2 separate regions of the Sus scrofa genome follow, and region 1 is linked to region 2. A link is a contact called in public HiChIP or PLAC-seq data. All regions are on one chromosome and are shown on one strand. The core of a region is the stretch at or near the end of the contact, and the rest is flanking DNA. Distances in the headings are between cores, read along the strand shown. Region 1 holds the start of CLK1 (CDC like kinase 1). Region 2 holds the start of TYW5 (tRNA wybutosine-synthesizing protein 5).

Evidence for each region. HiChIP or PLAC-seq counts read pairs in DNA pulled down with a chosen protein or histone mark.
Region 1: an H3K27ac HiChIP or PLAC-seq map of skeletal muscle shows a contact between it and region 2. The contact joins the promoter of CLK1 here to the promoter of TYW5 in region 2. A contact is called at or near these places in 2 of 2 datasets of contacts at active chromatin or transcription factors (alveolar macrophages and skeletal muscle).

What each region holds. Positions count from the first base shown.
Region 1 is chr15:104,560,184-104,563,527 of Sscrofa11.1, reverse strand. It overlaps CLK1 (CDC like kinase 1), which reads left to right and starts at 1,386. Exons shown (of 13, transcript NM_001123099.1): 1 at 1,386-1,480; 2 at 2,837-3,000; 3 at 3,291-3,344. The coding sequence starts at 2,837.
Region 2 is chr15:103,577,344-103,580,475 of Sscrofa11.1, reverse strand. TYW5 (tRNA wybutosine-synthesizing protein 5) reads left to right here and starts at 1,575. Exons shown (of 8, transcript XM_003133570.5): 1 at 1,575-1,815. The coding sequence starts at 1,738. MAIP1 (m-AAA protease-interacting protein 1, mitochondrial) reads right to left here and starts at 1,550. Exons shown (of 5, transcript XM_003133571.3): 1 at 981-1,550. The coding sequence starts at 1,421.

The DNA.
Region 1 (3,344 bases), core at 137-2,636, 980 kb before region 2:
AAATCATAATACTGGAGTTTCCGTCGTGGCGCAGTGGTTAACAAATCCGACTAGGAACCATGAGGTTGCGGTTCGGTCCCTGCCCTTGCTCAGTGGGTTAACGGTCCAGCGTTGCCGTGAGCTGTGGTGTAGGTTGCAGACGCGGCTCGGATCCCGCGTTGCTGTGGCTCTGGCGTAGGCCGGTGGCTACAGCTCCGATTCGACCCCTAGCCTGGGAACCTCCATATGCCGCGGGAGCGGCCCAAGAAATAGCAACAACAACAACAACAAAAAAGACAAAAGACAAAAAAAAAAAAAAAATCATAATACTGACCTCTTCCCTACCTCTTCAGAGCAGTTCCTCAGAGCTTCCTTTTTTTTTTTTTTTTTTAATGTTTATGGCCAGGGTCGGCAATTACTTTGTTCTATCAAGTTGCAGCTTTATTTTTGTTATTCAGAGGTTGTTTCCAGATAATTCTGTCCTCTTTTGGAAGACATGTAGAAGTTTCATGGCCAAGCTGCTGCAGTGTCAGCCTGGATCCTAAACCCACTACACCACAAGGGAACTCCTCATTTGATTCTAGTTCCCATTTTCCGGCCATTTTTTTTTTTTAACCCACTATCAAAGATGTGCCTCAGGTATATATGATAAAGAAATGGAAGGAGTATAAGCCTTTCAATGGCGAGAAAAGAGTATGTCACAGCAGTGACATCAGATCCTTAAGCTGCTGAGCCACCAGGGAACTCCAAGAGAAGTCCAAATTTGTCTTCTCTTAATGATCTTTCAGTCCCCCCACCCCAACTCTTTAGTTTACTTGGCCTTTACACGCAGAGGCCTTGCTCCATGCGGAAGTGTTGCTATATTGTGAGGAGTCCCTCTCACATTTCTTCGCCTTTGAAAATCTCGGGAAAATCCTTCCAATCCAATTTCTGTCCGTGAGTCCCAGCCACTAAAATTTTAAATTGGTTTCAGAACCTTAGCAAAAGTCCAAATCCAGGCACGTCCTAATTTGGAACTATCTGATGAAGGTGGTGTAAATTTTTTAAAGCATTATTTTAGACGTTGTAACGCTATTTCGCACTCTGCTTCCTTCAGCTTCTCATTTCTAGCGTTCACAAATACAATTTTTAGTTGAGCATGGACGAGGCGCTCCTCCCCAACGCTTAAAACGTCTCCTCAGCCCAAACACAGAACAGAGACAACATGGCCGCGGTCACAGCTCCCTCTGCTCAACCTGGTTGCGGAGCTTCGAACCCGGCGCCTGCGCACACGTCCCCCGCCCCCCTCCCTGGGCGCCAGCTCAGCCCCACCCTTTGTGCAAGCCCCGCCCCACCCGGAGGCGGAGTGACGTTTGCAGCGTCATCTTGTTTTCCCGGAGAGCCCAGACGCTTCGGCAATCGGCTCCATTTTGTTGTTGGACCTTGTCGCAGCCAGCTGGGTGTTTTCCGTTGTCGCGTTGCAAGCATTGTCTCCTGAGGCTTGGACTTTTTGGCCTGGACGGTAAGATGCAGAAGGAAGCGGGCTGGGTGTCAGGGCCCCTTTTCTGTTTCCCGAGAGCGTCTGTGACGTTCCCCTTCAAGCTTGTTGGCCGTCTGCAGTCCTGCAGGGTGACCCCTTTTCCCCTCGCACCGCCCCCCACCGCGCTTCGGCTGCACAAAGGTGGACAGCTCGTCTTCTATGCTTTTCCGAGTCCGCCGCTGCGGATTTCTATTTGAACCGTGACGCTCCAGACCCTGGCGGAGGGTAGTGACAGTGTTTGTTAGGCGGAGAGAGCTCGAACGTGTGCCTTCCCTAGAGGGAGCAGGGATCCCGATCCCCGGCGCTCCGAGCGCCATGTCGGTGGCGCAGGCGTCGGCCGAGCTCTAAGATGGCGGCGGGGCGGAGGCGGCGAAGCTGCGGGCGGAGGGTGGCCGCCAGAACGGCGTTCTGGAATGTGCGTGAGACGCGCTCCTCTGAGGACCTTCGTTCGTAACAGAGGGAAAGAAGGAACACAGGGACCGGGTGTAAGACGGTCTCACTGTCCGCTCGAGTCTTAAAGTAATTCGAGGGGAAATGGCGAGTGTCTTTGCCGTCAGTGGCGTAAACAGAAAGCAGGTTTAGGAACTCGACGGAAGAGAAATGATGTGGCATATTTGGAGGAGCTTGTGAGAGAAGCCAGGCGGTCGGGCACAGGCTTGGGAGTTTCTCCCCCAGCCCACCCCCTTGGGAACAATTGGATCCCCTTAAGTTGTGTTTAGAGACGAGGTGGTGCCCGGGCGGTTAGTACTGCTGTGAACGGTAGTTGATGAAAAGTTTATCTCTAATGTCTTTTTCAAGTTGTTAGGGATTTTTGGTTCTGACATTTCTTTAGGGAAAATGGTTTACACCGATGGTTGTGTAAGTTGCTCGTAGGCTAAGCTAGGTGTTTCTCTCCTTTTGGAAGGGATTAGCAACGAAATTCTGCTGTGTAGCACTGGGAACTATGTCTAGTCACTTATGATGGAGCATGATAATGTGAGGAAAAAGAATGTATACGTGTATGTGTAACTGGGTCACCATGCTGTACAGTAGAAAAAAAATTGTATTGGGGAAATAATAAAAAAAAGTGATGCACATCTGAATGGGCGAGTTATATATAAAGTAAATGCGTGCTTCTGGCAGGAAAGGATTTTTCCCAAAGTTGATCAATTGGAATTCCCTTTTCTTTTTTCTTTTTCAGCCCTCTTTCAGTAAATCTGATCTTGGCATGTATAATGCAGGAATCTATGAGTAGAATTCAGACTCCAGATTTAGAGATAAAAATTTTTTTTTCGGTTTATCAAACAGTGATGATATGTGGGATACAGCTTAACTGGGAAAGATTTATCTTTTATATAGATGAGACACGCAAAGAGAGCTTATTGTCCTGATTGGGATGAAAAAGATTGGGATTATGAAAGATGGAAGAGCAGCAGCAGTAGTCATAAAAGAAGAAAGAGATCACATAGCAGTGCCCGGGAGAACAAGCGCTGCAGATATAATCACTCTAAAACATCTGATAGGTAAGGAGAGTTTTTAAAGTGTCTCAGTAGCGATCTAAAAATACATTTTTATTACAATGTGTCAGTTTTATCTCAGTAAACTGAGGGGGATACATTTTCATGAAAACTAGTATCAACTTAAAATAACTGATTACCATTCCTTTGTGTATCTTGATGGCTTGTGGTGATTAAATTGTGTGGGGGGTTTTTTGGTTGGCTTTTTGGTAGGGAAATACTGTTTTAAGAGATTTATAGAGCACTTGAGGGTATTTGGTAATAACATAAAGCATTGGAAAAACATGTTTTTCTAGCTATTACTTGGAAAGCAGATCTATAAATGAGAAAGATTACCATAGTCGACGCTA
Region 2 (3,132 bases), core at 326-2,825:
GCTAAATATTTGCTATGGATGACCCAACATTCTTTTTGGAAATGCACAAAAGTTGACTTAGATGGGGCACAACTGCATATAGACTGGCTGATGAAGTGTGCAGATACTACTTAACAGCAAGTATAGGGGCTAAAACAGCTCACAGCTGGAGGCCCTTTAGTATCAAACAGTGACTAAAAAGTGTCCCATGCTCCCGTGTTGAGAGGAAATAGGCACTTAGGCCTGATTCCTGCCCATGGTTGGGAGATGACTTCCATTCCTTATTGACACATAAAAGAGCATGAGGTAGACAAGCTCAAGTCATCAGCTGCAACCGTGGAAAAAGTAGCATCATGATTATTTACCTCTGCACAGGCAAAAGATTTTGAGAACATAAGCAGAGATTTATCCCTTACAATGCTATTAATCAGGTCTGCCCTTTGCTTTTTAACTCTTTTATAAAAAGATAAATCAATCAAGAGTTGACTCCAGGAAGCAAAAAGCAGGAGTTAATACTGATAATGATTACATAAAGCTGAAAACATTTAATTTATAACAGGCAGGTCACATAAATAAACATTAATGGCCTTGTTTATAGAAATAATCTGAAAAAATTAGGAGTAAATATATCAATACCAGCATACAATCAATACTGCCTTCTTCATTCTGCAGAAAATGACATTCAGAAAAAAGAGCCATTGGCAGAAGTGGCCGAAACAGGCTTTGAATCCATTTCTATTTGATTCAAAACCTGTAGAGAGTGGAAAAGATAATTAAGGGACTTCACCCTGGAGTCTCCATCAAACCCTTTTATTCTCGGCGACCATATAAAACATAAGGAGACGCTTAAGTCAGGAAGTGTCCGGAGGGCTCTGCGGCTGCGTGACTACCCATATTTCATAACTTGGGACCTGGTGGAAATCTCACCGCTAAACACTTTTTCGTGTAATAGCTGAATGCGTGAGAGGTGGGCAGATTATCTGCAGAGAAATTAAACAAACCTGCTTCGCTCCCTCTGAGAATTCTGCGATGCTGAACTCTTGGTCGAAATAGGCCCAGATAAGGAAGGAGTAAATTCGAGTCCGAACCCAGTTGATGGGGTTGGGGAACCCCAGAATGATCATCTTGGTTTTCTGGCGCTGCTGGGGCTGATCCTCCGTGCTGTAGGTTCGCCGAGAGCAGGAAGAGAAGGCGGGGAGGGTTGCAGGGAGCTCCCGAGGGCTGAGCAGGGGACGCCCAGGACCCCGAGCTGGCAGCGCCAAGGCCCAAGAGACTCGAGGAAATGGGGTCGTTCCCGAACCAAGGCGGCGGCGGCAGAAGCAGCAAAATCCAGGCCATGGCGGCCTCACCTCGGTCGAACCAGGGCTCTGGAGTCGGGCGGCCCAGCCGGGCAGAGGCCGAAATAGCAGTAAGCGGGATAAAAGACGTACGGCCAGCGCCATCTTTGTGACCTTTCACCCCCAGCGTTTGCTAGTGCAATACGGAAAGAAAGTCGGTGGGAAACACCTCAGCGGGTTTGGAGAAAGACTGGAAGAGTCAAGCTGGTCTGTTGCTGCCACCCCTGGTGAGTCCGCCCCATCCCCGCTCTTCAGCACACGCGGCCCCCAGGCCGGCGCTCCAACTTGCGGAACTCGCTACTCTGCCGGGCGCACGGACCTTTTCTCTCAGGGTCGTGTTTCCGAGCGGATCGCGCGCGAAGAAATGTGTTAAGACCGAAGTTCCCGGGACTTGGAGGAGGACAGGCTCACGTGAGCAACTATGGCCGGGCAGCGTTTTCTGGTACCCCGGCTCGAGGGCGTTTCGCAGGAGCAGTTCACCGAGCATCTCTACCCGCAGGTGAGGTCCTCCCGCGGGGTTGAACCGCGAGAAGCCCACCACTCGAGCGGATCCGAACCGGTTTCTTGCGACCCATAGTGTAGGGAGGAGGCGACTCTCGGCTGAAGATGGCTGGTTGCCTCTGCTACCAAACGAGAGGGCACGTGGGGGATGCTGACCTGCTCATCTCTTAAATTTTCAAAAGAGAACCTCTCCACGGTTCTGGGAAGAAGGCTAACGACAGAGAGCTGGGTACGAGAAATATTTTGCCTAATAACACTGCTAGCTGCCCCCTCCGGTGGCTTCAACGGCGCGTGTTCGTCTATGCGAGTTTATGGATTTGAAGAAGCAATTTTTTACTGCACCAAGCCAAAAGAGGAAGCAATGGGAATCCTCCGAGAAACTTCTACTGGTCGTGGATTCTAACTAGCATGGGTTCTAGTTCAGATGTTCGATTTTCATATATGTGTAACTCAAACCATAACTCTTTAAAGGAAAACTCAGACAAAAATATTAATGGGGGGAGGGAAGTGTTTTTACTTGGAGCGTTTTTTCGGGGGACTCCAGGCTTCAGAAAAACTGAAATTTAAGAGCCCAGCAGATATTTTAAGAAAAAACAAACAAACAAACCCACTAAAGTTACAGTTAAGAGTCTCCTCACGGTAGAGAGCAGTTTTACTTGATCTGTGAAGGTGGTTGGGCATACTCCTGAGTATTAGAAAAGTCCGAGATGGAAGTTTTTTTTCTTTTCGGAGTTGGCAACCTAATGGGAGCATACAAGCCTTCATTTATTTGGGGGACTAGTGCTAAAGGGTGACTGTTTTCCCAACCCCCACCACAGGACTTGTTAGTGTAAGATGCCTACAGGACAGTATTGTGAAGATCAGAGGATGGAGGGTTGTGAAATTGCTTTGCCAGGTGCATAGCAAAGTGTCTTGTAATTTAATAACAGAAATAAGACGTGTAATATGTCAAAAAGAAAGCATCATCAAGTTTCATAAAGTGGAAAATTACAAACAACACTGTGGTTACAATGTAACAAAACTAGAAATTAATAGCTGTGTTGCAAAACAAGACTCTTGTACTTGGAAACACTAAAGAAGGGCTGTAAGGGGGTATAGTTCTATCAAATTTTTAAACATGTTTTAATAATCAGCAGTGTGGTACAAACTGCATGAAGAGACAGACCAGAGGAATAGAATAGGAAGTCTGGATGGAAACCTGTATGTACACACACACATCTGGATGGCAACGTAAATATATATATGTATTTATCCATATTCTGGAGATATTTATATATTTCTCTGGAGTCTGGATAAATTTCCATTCATTTGGAAC